2 separate regions of the Mus musculus genome follow, and region 1 is linked to region 2. The links are chromatin contacts, called in public promoter capture Hi-C maps. All regions are on one chromosome and are shown on one strand. The core of a region is the stretch at or near the end of the contact, and the rest is flanking DNA. Distances in the headings are between cores, read along the strand shown. Region 1 overlaps Spata13 (spermatogenesis associated 13). Region 2 overlaps Gm52140.

The links. Promoter capture Hi-C pulls out the DNA fragments that hold promoters and counts their contacts.
Region 1: a contact with region 2 is called in a promoter capture Hi-C map of pre-B cells, with 2.7 times the contacts expected there. The contact joins two enhancer-like sites. A contact is called at or near these places in 2 of 39 promoter capture datasets (liver and pre-B cells).

What each region holds. Positions count from the first base shown.
Region 1 is chr14:60,707,193-60,713,768 of GRCm38.p6, forward strand. It overlaps Spata13 (spermatogenesis associated 13), which reads left to right. Exons shown (of 13, transcript NM_001033272.2): 4 at 2,233-2,377. Among named protein-coding and RNA genes, the nearest start is that of Gm41165, 26 kb to the left of the region's middle. Within about 2 kb of position 2,144, at least 90 of the 459 cell types and tissues checked have an H3K27ac peak or open chromatin away from gene starts, as enhancers often do. A contact at or near this core is called in pre-B cells, where this site is marked.
Region 2 is chr14:57,744,219-57,751,497 of GRCm38.p6, forward strand. It overlaps Gm52140, which reads left to right. Exons shown (of 3, transcript XM_030248241.1): 2 at 1,077-2,120. The coding sequence ends at 2,094. Lats2 (large tumor suppressor 2) reads right to left here and starts at 1,905. Exons shown (of 8, transcript NM_015771.2): 1 at 1,672-1,905. Within about 2 kb of position 5,588, at least 18 of the 459 cell types and tissues checked have an H3K27ac peak or open chromatin away from gene starts, as enhancers often do. A contact at or near this core is called in pre-B cells, where this site is marked.

The DNA.
Region 1 (6,576 bases), core at 894-3,393, 3.0 Mb after region 2:
TCACTCCTTTTCTTCCTGACTTTGAAACCTACTTGGATCCACACTAACAGTCCGCTCTCTCATCATCTGCTTTCTATTCTCCTTTCCTGGAGCCTCAGCTCACAGCACAGACTTGCCATTAGTCTGAAAAGCCCTGAGACCTGAGCCGGGGGGGCCATAGCCTGGCTTTATCTGGTTTACTTCCTGAGGGGAGTGATTTTCGAAAGACTTAAGTGGTCCGTTATTAGAATGCAAACATAGGAACAAAGTAAAGATGAAAGAGAAGGGACTGGGGTGGGGGGTTGGCGGGGTGGATGTAGCTCAGTGATAGCATTTGTCTTCATGCAGGAAGACCTGTGTTCCTCCCATCCATCCCCCAAAACAAAGCAGAGGACCATGAGAGGAGAACTAACTTCTCTGTCTTCTAAAATCACGTCTGTCCCCAGTGATTAATCACCAACCATTCCTAGAACGGACCCAGGCTCGGAACATCCTGGGCGAGCTCTCTACCATAAAGCAACACCACCTTGCCTTGTTCTGCTTTTGGGTTGCAGGTTAGACCATCAACACCATTGGCCCCCAGCACATCTGGCAAGGATTTCTTAAGTGCCTAGTGAGCACTTTAAGGTTATGGAATATTCATGTAAAGGCTCTATCTTGGTGAAAGTCAAACTTCTTTGCTTAGCTGTGCCAACTAACTCATGAGCATACTCATACGGTCATGGAATAGTTTATATAATAACTTATATGCTCAGTTTCATATTGAAAACCTGCGAGGTGCTTTCTTAAATTACCTGTAAAATTCTCTGGGGCGGGGGTGGGGGGAGAAATTCTATATTGGGCTTGGGCTGTGTGTTAAAGTTTTTCCTGCCAAGCTCAGCACAATGTCCTGCTTGTAGCAAACACTCTAAAACCCTTGCTTAAGTCAGTTGAGTTGAATTCTTCAAGTAAAGTTATAAGGCCAGTGTGGTGGCACACAGCTGTGACCCCAGCTCTTGTGAGAAGGAAGTGGGGGGGGGGGTGAGGAATTCAAGTCCGTTCAGCCAAGGGAGACTATTGTGGGTTATGAGACCATGCCTCAGAGACAAGCAAAAGACACAAGCAAAAGTGAAGTTAAAGATATGACAAGGTCTTTAAGATCCTTTTGTTTTCAGGTGCTCCACTTGTTGGGAAATATTTCTAACTAAACTAAAGCAAACTGTAATGTATCTAAATGCAAGGCACAGTTGAGGCAAGGATAGTCAGAGATACTTAGAACACACTTTGTTTCGGATCGTCAAAATAGTATTGTGCCCCAGACATGGTGCTTGTGCCTATAATTCTAGAATTCAGGATGCTGAGGCAGAGAACTTGGGGGATTGAGGCCAGCCTGGTCTACAAAGTGAGACCCTAGTATACACCCTAAAAAGCCCAGGAGGGGAGACAGCTCATTAGTAGGGGAGACAGTTCTTATTCCTCTTATAGAACACCCATATGAAGCAGCTCACTTACACCTTTAACTGCAGTACAAAGGGATCAGACACCCTCTTTGGGCCTCTGCAGGTACCCACTCATATGTCTGTCTGTCTCTGTCTCTCTGTCTCTCTCTCCCCCTCTCTCTCATACACCCAAACTATGTAAGATAAAAAACAATTTTAGTGAATTATTTATTTTAACTTTATGAGCATTGGTGTTTTGCTTGCATGTATGCCAGTGTGAGGGTGTCAGATCCCCTGGGACTGGAGTTACAAATAGTTGTGAGCTGCCATGTAGGTGCTAGGAATTAAATCCAGGTCCTCTGGTAGAACAGCTAGCACTCTTAATCCTGAGCCTCCTCTCCAGCCTCCTAAATAAGTTCTTTTTAAATAAAAGCTGTCACTGGAGATCTGTGACCATGCCTGTGTGCTGTGGTCCTGCCCTTGCATCCTCGGATGCTGCTATGGTCACCGTGCTTTCCTAACTGTCGCTCACAGCTCTGCTGCTGCCTCAGCCTTCCTCTCCCTCAGAGGCCTCTCTTTCTCTCCCTGTTCCCCACCGGCATGTCTCTCACAAGTAGGAAGAAGTGTGACAGAGCCAGCTTTGAAGCTGCCTGTTGGAACTTTAGAACAGCCTATTGCTACAGAGCTTGGTGCAGCATACAGCTGCTGGCGGGGGTTTGAAGAAGACACTCCACATCTGCCAGTGGCTTCAAGGCGAGAACACAGAACTGTTTTGTGGCTCGCAGGAGCTGAGACTTCCTGGCACCTTCTCACAGCTTCTCACTTCCTTTCACAGCCAGCAGCCAGGCCTCCTGTGCCTGCACACCAAGTTCCACCCTACAAGGCTGTGTCTGCCCGCCTCCGGCCCTTCACCTTCTCTCAGAGCACTCCCATCGGGCTGGACCGCGTGGGGCGGCGACGGCAGATGAAAACATCCAATGGTGAGTCTTGGGGCTTCCTGGAATCTTTTGTCTGGGACCAGGGAGCCTGAGGCACCAAGGGATTCTGCACTTTTCCCATCTTGTGGCCAGGGCAGTGTGGAAGTTATTATCTGGGTTACTCAGGATTTCAAACTCCTGTCAAGTCTGCATGTCTCTTGAGTTGCTGCAGAGCCATGCCAGGGTAAACCGATGACCAGGCTAGAGACCTAAGGTTCTGGTGTGGAGGGTAGTTTTTTGGTTTTTTGAGGATGCAGGAATGGGGAGCTGAACCTCGCCTGGCTTCTGCCAGCCTCAGGGCTCCCTGGCTGGCCCATGCAGCCTGTCTCCACCTGCACACTCTGTGACATTCGCCCTGTTGCAAATGTGCCTTCTTTTGTAAGGACATCCGTCTCAAGTGGGCCCCTTCCCCACCCCAAGGCCCTCATCCTAACTCGCCACCTGCAAAGACCGTGTTTCCATCTAGGTCACAATTAGGGGTCTGGAGCAGGGATGCCACCATCATTTGGGGGTTCAGGTCAATCAAAAGTGCTTTAGCGAATTGTCCCGATGTCTATCATGCCTGCATGTGCTCAGATACCAACAAGGATCAGAAAGGCATGGAAAACACTAGGTTATGAGGAACAGAGGGGGTCTCTCCTCAGCCTTCACATACAGCCAAGAAGCCTGTTTCATGGTCTATGTGACTTTTTTTTTTTAATTTATAAAGAAAAACAGAGACAAACCTCTTAGGGTTCTTTGTTTGAAAACAGTAAAACTAACTGACTAGTTTAAGAAAAAAGGGTGTTGGGGTGCATTCATTTGGTGGGGTGCTGGCCCAGCACTCACAAAGCCCTGAGCTTAAACCCTAATGTAAAACGGCGCAGAGTGGAACATGCCGGGAGTCTCAGTACTTGGGAGATGGAAGCAGGAAAACCAGAAGTTCAGGGTCCTCCTCAGTTACAAGTGTGGGGCTAACTTGGGCTACGTGAGACTCTGAATTGAAAGGAAAAAGAAAAGATGGCGTGGTGGTACACGCCTTTAACCCCAACACTTAGACAGATCTTTGAGTTTATGGCCGGTCTGATCTATAGAGCTAGTTCTAGAACAGCCGGGGCTATACAGAAAAGCCTCATCTAGAAAAACCATAGAGGGAGAGAGGGAGAGGGAGAAAAAAAGGGGGGAATGAATTAGGAAGGTGTTGGGTGCTCCCATATAAAACATTGAGGATAATACGATAGCTCCTGGTAGTCACAGAAGGTTGGGCATGGTTCCACCAGGAGAAGGGGAAAGGCTAGCCTGCCCTACTCTACTCTCCAGTTGTACTTGCAAGAGTCAGGATCCCAGGAGGGAATCTCCAGCCACTTGAGCCCAGTGGCCTGTTCATGGTGTAGGTGGTGGGGCAAGGTCAAGGTCTGGGAGTCCGTTTGTGGGCTCCGCATTTGGACAGGGGTTTAGCCCCCTGCCGTCAGTGTTAGTACAGGAGAAGGGTAGGCCTCGCTCCCAGAGGTGACACCCAGAGGTGACAGAGCTCCTCCATCCCTTAAAGCTCTGTGAGAGGGGAATGATTGGCAGGGAACTGTTGGCTAGGACAGGGGCATCGTGAAGGAGAAGACAGCAAGGTGGGGTATGCCCATGGCCAAACCTACACTGCTATACCTATACCATTTACACAGTTAATCCACTGGAAATAGTGAGAAGAGTTATATCTTCAATGAATATGCCCAGACTCCTCTCCGTTGAGCATGAACCCAGGGTCTCACATGCTCCGTGTTCCAGCTCCACCCTTTTCATGACCTACGCACTAGACTTGAGCAAGTGTGCACATGCTGTTTACATTGTACAAGTTTTGTGAGTCATCTAGAGATGATTGCGAGTATTCAGGAGAATGTATATGTTATATGCTAAGGCAACTATTTTAAGTAAAGGGGCTTGAGTATCCACAGAGGAGCTTGTCATCCAAAGGACCCTCGGATACAGAGGGGTACTGTACACTCCAGCATTTGAATGGCTTCCTGGTAGGATTCCCTAAGTCACTAGTGCTCGCAAGAAAATGAGGAGGGGTGGGGGAGGACAGGAAGGGGCAGGAGTGACCCTGAGTAGTCACCAGAACCTGGGTGATGAGGAAGAGTGAGTGAGGTCCCCTGGAGCAGCAGCAGATGTTCCACCAAGGTTAGCAAGGAGATCAGAGTGACTGTGCTCAGGAGACATGGACAGAAGAGGGCACTGTGGTCAGGGGTAGTAGCTAAATGGAAGGCAACTCATTCCTGAGGACCAGGGCTTCTGAGTACGATGTGGACCCATTGCCAATTGGAAAATGGTGGGTTCAAGTTTGTGCTCCAATTAAAAACAAGACAGAGCTGGATGTGGTAGAACACCCCTTTAATCCCAGCCCTAGGAAGGCAGAGGCAGGTGGATCGGAGCTTGGGGACACCCTGGTGTACAGAGCAAGTTCCAGGACAGCCAGGACAACACAGAGAAATCCTGTCTTGAAAAACAAAAGAAAAGCAAAACCTCTTTGTGTGTGTGTGTGTGTGTGTGTGTGTGTGTGTGTGTGTGTTGAGCGTCTGAGGGCACAGATATGTCATAGGATGTCTAGGGCGGTGGCTCCTGATTTGTGCTTTGGAAGGGAGAATGGCCTATGTATGTGGTGGTGCAATGTCTGTAATCTCAGGAGGCCAAGTTAGCCAAATTAGCTTGGGCCTCACTGTGATTTCCAGGTTCGCCTGAAAATCCTAAAGATGAATAAAAAAGATTAAAATCAGAGAGAACGAAGGAACAAAGCACGTATAGTAGCTTGGAGTAAGGCAAACAAAGAGAAGATGGATATGAGGCTGCTCTATGAGTCCTACCGAGTATCCTCAGTGTTAGTGACCACAAAGGCCACCCACAGTTCCCACGGGTGTTCATTTCCCTGACGCAAGAGGAACTCGAAATGACTAGCTCCGGCTTTGTCTGACTCTGTGGCTAGAACTGGGATGTGCCATGGAAGGACTTCTTTTGGAGATGAAATTCCGTTTTGCCAGAGCAGTGCTTCTGGGAGGAAAATGTTTTGCAAGTGCGCTGTGGAGTAAGAGAGTAGCTGCTTCTGTGTTTACCCATGGTTTCCAGCTGTGGCTTAGCATCCCTCGGTGACATGAGTCACAGGTTCACAGCATGTGCCCCTGCAGGGTATCATGGCAGCACCAGGGTGTGTCCCCGGGTTTCCTAGGCAATTGAGTTACATTGAGGTGGTGTTAGATGTGACCCAGTCACTGGGAAGTTCTAGGTGGCATCTAGGAGATGCCATGGCTGTCTGGGAGCCTCTGGTGAGGCCAGAGAGGGGCATGAATAATCTGTGTCCAGCACAAGTGGCTTTTTCAGGGAGGACAAATCATTGCCCACTTCTTTTATAAAAATGTCCATTGTAATAAGCTTACCACAAGTAGCTATCTGGTTCCTACAGAGAACCGTATCATTAACCCTGATGAGGGCAGGCCCTGTGGTCTAGCTCAGACTGGACATCCTTTCTGCAGCCATGGCCTGGTGGGTGTTTTGTTTCATCCTGAGTCCACTGCATCAAGATAAGTAGAGAAGGGGCTGCAGAGATGGCTCAGCGGTTAAGAGCACTGACTACTCTTCCAAAGGTCCTGAGTTCAATTCCCAGCAACCACATGGTGACTCACAACCATCTGTAATGGGATCTGATGCCCTCTTCTGGAGTGCATGGAGACAGCTACAGTGTACTTACATATAATAAATAAATAAGTCTTTTTTTAAAAAGTACAGAAGATGAGCCAATGTGTGCACCGTGAGCATCATGCCCATGTGGCTATTAAGCAGCATCTTTTGCATTTCACTTTGTAAGCTTTTCAGGGTCTTCTGATATGTCTTTCATACCCTTGGCCCCATACCAAGGCATAGTCACCTTCTGCTCTCCCCTCCTTCCTCTAGCTATCCAGTCAAGCCATCGGCTCTCCAGCATGCATGCTTGCAAGCTCACTCTCTCTAAAGAGTTAAAAAGCAATTCTTCCACAGAGAGTGACTCTGTCCTGGGTGGAGGTAAATGAGAGAAGCCTGTCAGCAGCAAAAGGACTAGAGTTTCTGTGCAAAGATGACCTGCTCCTTCTCGATGCAGGAGTCTGGGTTTCCCTGTCACAATGGCTGATGCACAGATTTTCTGCTTCATTAGTCAAATGATCTCTTAATGTTAGGGACCCCAAGATCAGGGAGGCATAACCAGA
Region 2 (7,279 bases), core at 4,338-6,837:
AACTCCAGCTGCTCCAGAGAACACACCAAGCAATGAGCTTTTTAGAAGGACTGAGATTTCTGGTAATTTCTACAGCTTCCACGAAGCTGAACCGCTCCTTCTGTGGACTGGAACATATCAACCATTTGTACAGCACATTCACAGCCAAGACAACATAAATGCATTAAATTTATCATCTGTAGTCCTTCAAGCATACTATTTTTAAATAGTACGAAATATTACTTAAAAGTTTCGCGCTATTACAAGCATGAAATAAATACAAAACGTTGTGTTGGTCTAGGTTTCCCGATACAAACACAAAACCCCCACCCCCGCGTTACCCTCCCCCACATGGTTCCCCAATAGCTTTCGTTCGAGTTTAGTGTGGATTTACCAGCTCCAACCTCCATTCTACTCTCCAGTGGGTTTTAAGGGCCTAGGGCAGGCTATTTACAACACAGCATTTAAAATAACAAGGCATTTTATTGTAAACGTGTTCCCCGCCCATCATTGAAAGTCCCTCCCACCACTGAAAGTCCCTCCCACCAAGGCCGTGATTTCTCGAAGGAAAGAAATAACCCACAGCTCCAATTTACATTTATACTATTCCAACTAGATGGCGAAGCTGAAAAACTCTCAGTTCAAAACTTCGGATTCTGTAATTCTGTATAGCAGCCTCTGTTGGTACCATATGAAGCTGACATTTTGAAGTGTGGTAAAAGTTAAGCAATTTCAAAGGAACCATGGTGAATTCGTTCAACAGCGTTTTCTATACCTGGATAACCAAAATTTTACGAGAGGCTGAATACTGTAATGTATTGTTAACTATAGTTAAGTTAAAAACAGGCTTTCTAAGCAGCGTCTGCATTCCTATGCTGGAAGATTTTTTTTTTTTTGTTAGCGCCTTATTACAACAGTTGCTAAAAGGGGAGAAAAGAAAAATCACAAAAAGTAGCCTTGTCTCCAGATTTAGCACTCAAAACTGGTGAGCATCATTTACTGACCTAACCTGGGGTTAAACTAAAAATATGGAGCAAGACTTGGTACAAATTCCCTAATAAGCGGCTACATTACGGGCAAGCAGGGGAAATTTAAAGGCGTGAAAAGTCCTCGCTCAAACTTTTTTGTCAACAAAATCTGCACGTCCAGTTCTCTCCCGCTCACACTCACAGGCATAAGTTTTCACCCGGCCGCCTCCTGCACGCCGCTGGTGGCCGAAGTCGCCCGGGCGAGACCCGGGCCACGCAGGCGAGGCTCGTGCGTGACCAGCGCTACGGACTCAGGCCGTGGAGTCGCGGCGGAGGCCGGCCCGGGAGAAGTCGGCTCAAAAGAGACGTTACGCAACCGCCCCGCACCGACCGCCGGACGGCGCAGCCGGGGACGGGACACCGGACACCGGGCGGGCACCGCGCCGCCGAGGGCCAGAGGTGCAGCGCGCAAGGCCGCGAGCGCGCGTGGTGGACGGCGCGGCGCACGGAGGCCCAGGCTGGGCGGGGTCGGCGCCGCGGGACGCGGGGTCTGGGCCTCCGGACGCCGCCGCGCGAGCACAACAAAGCCGCCCCGCCGCCGCCACCCGCTGCTCCGCACCCGCCCGGGACCCAGCGGACGGGTTGTCCCTGTCCCGCAGGGCAGCTCGCCCGTGGGACCGGGCGGAGCCCTGTCCCGACAAACTTCCCGGCCGCGGCCCCTCACCTCCGGGAGCGCTCTACACCCTCGGCGGCGTCCTGGCCCGCGGCTCCGGGACCTCGCGCGCCGGGAGACCGGGCGCCGGTGGCGGCAGTGGTTGCTGACCCCGGAGGGTCGGGGGAGCCCGGGGAAGCGGCGGCGGCGCTGGCGGCGGCGGCTCCATCTTCCCGGGGCGCTCACGCCGCGGTTCCGAAGCGCAGACCCGAGCGGGACATTCGCTACATTGTTGGCATTCCACGGGCGTCACGTGACCCCTCCTCCCGCGTCACTCCCGGCCGCATACCAGCCCGGGCGGGGCGCCCGCGGCCTTGCTACCCGCCGCCCGCTCCGCCCCACGGGCCGCTTCCTGCGCCGCCTGGCTGGGCGGCCACCTGCCCTGCGCTGGGCTCGCGTCGGAAGCCCCCAGCCCGGGAGCGCCGGTTTCCCTAAACGCCTCGTACCAGTGGGTGAGAAAAGTAAGTTCACAGGCCCCGGTGCCAGCCACGGAAAGTGCAGCCGGCTGCTGAGACCCGGGCATCAAATAATAAACCGGGACGCCTGACAGCCTGGGCTTAACCGGACGCAGGCTAACCAGCTCCCTCCCTGGGCACGTTTTAGGAAAGTGCCTTATGGTTTTATAAAACACATCAGTATTGCACGAACCAGCCGAGGAGACTGGCGTTTACACTTCGGCCACTCCTTTATCCTCCATTTGGGGATTTGGTCCAGGGACAGACGCTGAGAAATAACAGCGTGGAAGCAAAGTCTTTCGTTTACTATTGGCTGTCTAACGTCACACTCCCCACCAACTTACGATCTGTGGTAAGTGATGGTGGGGACTAATAGTCTTAAAAGTCAACCAGACTTCCTCTTTAATTAGCAAACGTGACATTTGAAGTTTCAATTCCGGAAGAAATTCACAAGAGTGAAGATCATTTGTACCAGTTTTTATTTTTGTCCTCGGGAAGGAAGTCGAGCCCCCTCTCCTGTGCCAAATTCAGGCTGTCTTGTCAGAAGAACCCTTGTCAGGACTGTTTTAACTGCCTCAACAGACTTTAGTCCTGGACTGCCCCTCACCACCACCACCCCCACCCCCACCCCCACCCCCACCTCTCTAATTCCCTTAAGGCTTCTTCCAGAGATTCTCATTTCTTTGTCCTTTGAACTTTAATAATTAAGCCTCTTGCAGATTAGCCTCATTTTCTTTAGTCAGCCTGACCCTGTGTGCTACACTGACATCTTGCACCGTGATGAGAAACCAATGCATCAAGTAATATTCTGTAAAAGAGGAGTCTAGCACTCACCTGGGAACTTCCTCCCCCATCTCCCCAAGCGCACTGGCAACCTTCACTGTGTGTTAAAAGTTCCTATCTCTTGCTCTAAGAAATGTTAGGGAAGCCGGTTAGTGATGCACACCTATAATCCCAGCTCTCAGGAAAGCAGGTGATCTCTGAGTTCAAGGTCAATCTGGTTACAGAGAGAATTCCGGGACAACCATGGCTACACAGAGAAACCCGGTAGAGGGGGAAAGTAGGGGTGCAGAGGGAGGGAGGGATGGAGGAAGGGAGAGAGAGACAGAGAGACAGAGACACCAGTGCCAAGGGATCCAATGCCTTGTTCTGTGGGTAAATGCACACACACATGTGCATATGCTTAGCACAGACACACACATAAATAAAAATAAATCTTTTTTTTAAAAGAACAAAAATAACTTTCTTTTTGTCAAACAGTGGTGGCGCATGTCTTTAATCCCAGTACTGAGGAGGCAGAGGCTGGCTGACCTCAGAGTTCGAGGCCAGCCTGGTCTACTGAGTTAATTCTAGGACAGCCAGGGCTACACAGAGAAACCCTGTCCAAAAACAACGAAACAAACAAATAAGCAAGAACTCTTTGCAACAGCACTATTTATAATAGTGAAAAGCCAAGGACAGCTGGACAGCAGGAGCAGAGAGAGAGAAGCTAAGTAAAGAGGCCGGCTTTATTTCTGCCAAAGGACAAATGATTACAGACAGAATTCAGAACCAATGTGGGGTGAACAAAAGCAAACTGCAGAACTGTACATATGTCATGACACCATCTCCATAAATAAACACAGGCTTTGGACTCTGTACTCACCTCTCTTACATACCACAACCATGATAGCCATAGCCCATTTACAACCATGATAGCCATAGCCCATTTACAACCATGATAGCCATAGCCCATTTAGAAGGAATGGAAATTGGACAGAGGAGGGAACACTAATGTTTTAAGTTAATCTACAGTGCTTGCTGCTTTTATTAAAAATCTGAAGGTAAACTGTCAACATTCTTTTTTTTTTTTTTAGATTTATTTATGTGTATGAGTCTTTGGCTTGAATGTAGGTAGGTGCACCACATGTGAGCCAGGTGCCAATGGAACCCAGAAAGGGGCATCGGGTCCCTCAGAACCAGAGTTGGGGGTGGCTGTGAGCCACAAAGGTGATGCTACACTACTTATGCCTTTAATTTTTAAAATGTTTTTAAATACGCGCATCTGAGACTAGAAACAAATTGGAAATAAGTGTCTTAGATAGGGCTTTGATGAGGGAACTGATCGACAGTCGATCAAGTCAGGCATCATGGAGTGTTCCCATAGTCCCAGCACTCAGGAGAGTCAGCAGGAGGATAAGAAGGCTAAGGTTATCTGAAGCTACATAGTGAATTCTAGTCCAGCTTTGAGGCAGTGAGACCCTGTCTTTAAAATAATAATAATTTTTAAAGTATAGTATCTGGTCATAGTGATTCTAGGTGATATTTTTGTCTTATAACTTTTGATATATCAATACATCAATAGTAGGATAGCCACCAACAACAAATATTTTTAAATTAGCAAAATAAGTACATTTGCGTGATGTGTGTAGCTGAGGGGAGAGAGAACACAAGGCCAGGTGAGCACAGCAGCATATTTAGTAAGAAAACCAGCATCTATAGATAGATATGTTATTTGTGTGTGCCGTGTCGTAGCCTAGAGTGATGGTCTAGACGTGCACTTTGTCTCACACAGTCTTCAGAGGAACCATGTTATTAACCCTTTCTGATAGAAGAAGACCTTGAAGTACAGAGAGCCAAGTAATTTGCCCGGGATCAAAGAGCTGAGATTTGAATCTAGGTAGATCTAACTGCAGAGCTTAGGAGCACTGAATTACAAGGCTCTCTTCAGGTAATCGCAAGAAGTCATGATTACAATGTACTTATAAATACAGAAACAAGCCAAATTAACCCCTGTGCATTTATAGTGTTCTTAGCTTGTTGTTCTGTGGCTGAAGATGGAAGCCAGGGCCTCGCAGGTACTAGCTAGGCAGGCACTGTGCCACTAAGCTGTCCCCCAGCTGTGACTGAAAGAAGAAATGTCTACAGAGGGAAGAAAAGAGGCACACAAGAGCCCTGTCTCTTAGTTTCAGCCAAAGCAGAGACAGCTGTCATAGACCTTGCTAGCACTGGGAGTCAATTCTCCAGTGAGGCTCCTGAAGTAAAGATAGGATAGTCTAGGGGTCCACCCAAAGAGAATGTCCACCAAGACTGACACCTTGCTCATGTTTCTGAGTACAGAAATCCTGATTATTGACTTAGTCTCCTTCAAGGCGTGGGTGTCTGGAGAGCAGGGGCTGGTCTTCAGGCACATTCTTGTTTCCTTATTTGTCACCAGTGTGATGGAGACTCATCGGATCTGTCTCCCTGCAAAGCTTTCTTTCTAGACAGTCATGAGAATGTAGAGCAGGATCAGATGGCAGAAGGCCTGGATGCCTGGGAAGAGGCACGCCACACTGACCCATCTCATTAGCAGTTGGTTTTCCCCCATATGTTTTGTCTCTCATTAACCAGGCTACAGCTTCCTGCACAACAGGAAACTATAAAGAACCTCCTAACTGACAAGCACATCAAATATACTTTAAAGCCATCTTTACTGTGTCAAATATCAAAGTTTAAGCATGAACCATTTCTGCTCAAGTGTGGTGGTGCAAACCCACCAATCTCAGCACTCAGGATGCTGGTGTGGGGAGATTGAGAGTCCTAGGCCAGCTTAGACTATATCAAGAGACCTGTATAAATGCACGAATGGAATATTATCTATATCTGAGTCAGCTCCAGGGAACTCCTTCTCTATTGATCGTTGGCTACTGTAGCTCAAAGCTTTGGGACTTAACCATATCACCTTTGCTAGTTAGCCAATATGTTTCCATGATGCCTTGAGCTCATTTTTAAAACTTTAAAAATTTATTTTATTTTGTTTTTTTCTGGTCAAAGTTTCTCTGTGTAGCCCTAGCAGTCCTGAAACTTACTCTGTAGACCAAGCTGACCTCAAACTCAGAAAGAGTCACCTGCCTCTGCCTCCCCAGTGCGTGGGCTAAAGGTATGTGCCACCATACCCAGCTTATTTATTTTTATTCTATATGTATGGGTGTTTTACCTGCAAGTATGTCTATGTACCATGTGCATGCAGTGCCCAAAGAGGCTGAAGAGGGACAACAGATCCCCTGGGGCTGGAGTTAGCGATGGTTATAAACCAATGACATCTAAAATAGGCCAGCCTTCAAGCTGCAGAATTTGACTCTTAACCCCAATGACAACAGGAAGTATTTATAGGGCACTCTATCTGCAGAGAGTTACTTGGTGGATAGAGGACCCTCCCCATGGTTTGACAAACAGAAGAAAGTAGAGGAGAAATGGGAAACATTTTCGCTCTTCCGTTGGCTTTTCCTCCGCCTCCGTTGTCTTCAGTTAGGCAATGGGCTCCTTTTCTTCTCTCCTATTAAGTCTGGCTGTCGGTGTGGTGGCTTAGGCCAGTAACCCCAACACACGGGACAGAAAAGCAAGAGGCACTGGATTCAAGGTCATCCTCTGCCTCATAGCAAGTAAGCAAAAAAGGGCTGGTGTACGCCTTAGCAGGCAAGGGGCTAACAGCAAGCCTGGTAACCCGAGTTCATTCCTGGGATCTGCATGGTGGATAGAGAGAACTGACTGCAGTGTTGGGCACACACAGAGACAGACAGACAGACAGACAGACAGACGACAGACAAATGTGAAAAGAATTTTTTTTTAGAAAAGCCTAAACAGGGCTGCAGAGATGTCTCAGCAGTTAAGAACACTGGCTGCTCTTCCAGAGGTCTTGAGTTCAATTCCCAGCAACCACATGGTGGCTCACAACCATCTATAATGGGATCTGATGCCCACTTGCTAAAGTGTACTCATATACATAAATAATTCTTAAAAAGAATTTTAAAATGTGATGGTTTGTACATGCTTGGCCCAGGGAATGTCACTATTAGAAGGTGTGGCTCTGTTGGAGTAGGTGTGTCACTGTGGGTGTGGGCTTTAAGGCCCTTATCCTAGCTGCCTGAAGGCAGTTTTATGGTAGCAGCCTTCAAATGAAGATGTAGAATTCTCAGCTTCTACTGTACCATGCCTGCCTGGACACTGCCATGCTCCCACCTTGATGATAATGGACTGAATGTCTGAACCTGTAAGCCAGCCCCAATTAAATGTTGTCCCTATAAGAGTTGTCTTGGTCATAGTGTCTGTTCTTAGCAGTAAAACCCTAAGACAAAAATTAAAGAAAAGCCAATTAGGATGGGCAGTGGTGGCGCATGCCTTTAACCCCAGCACTTGGGAGGCAG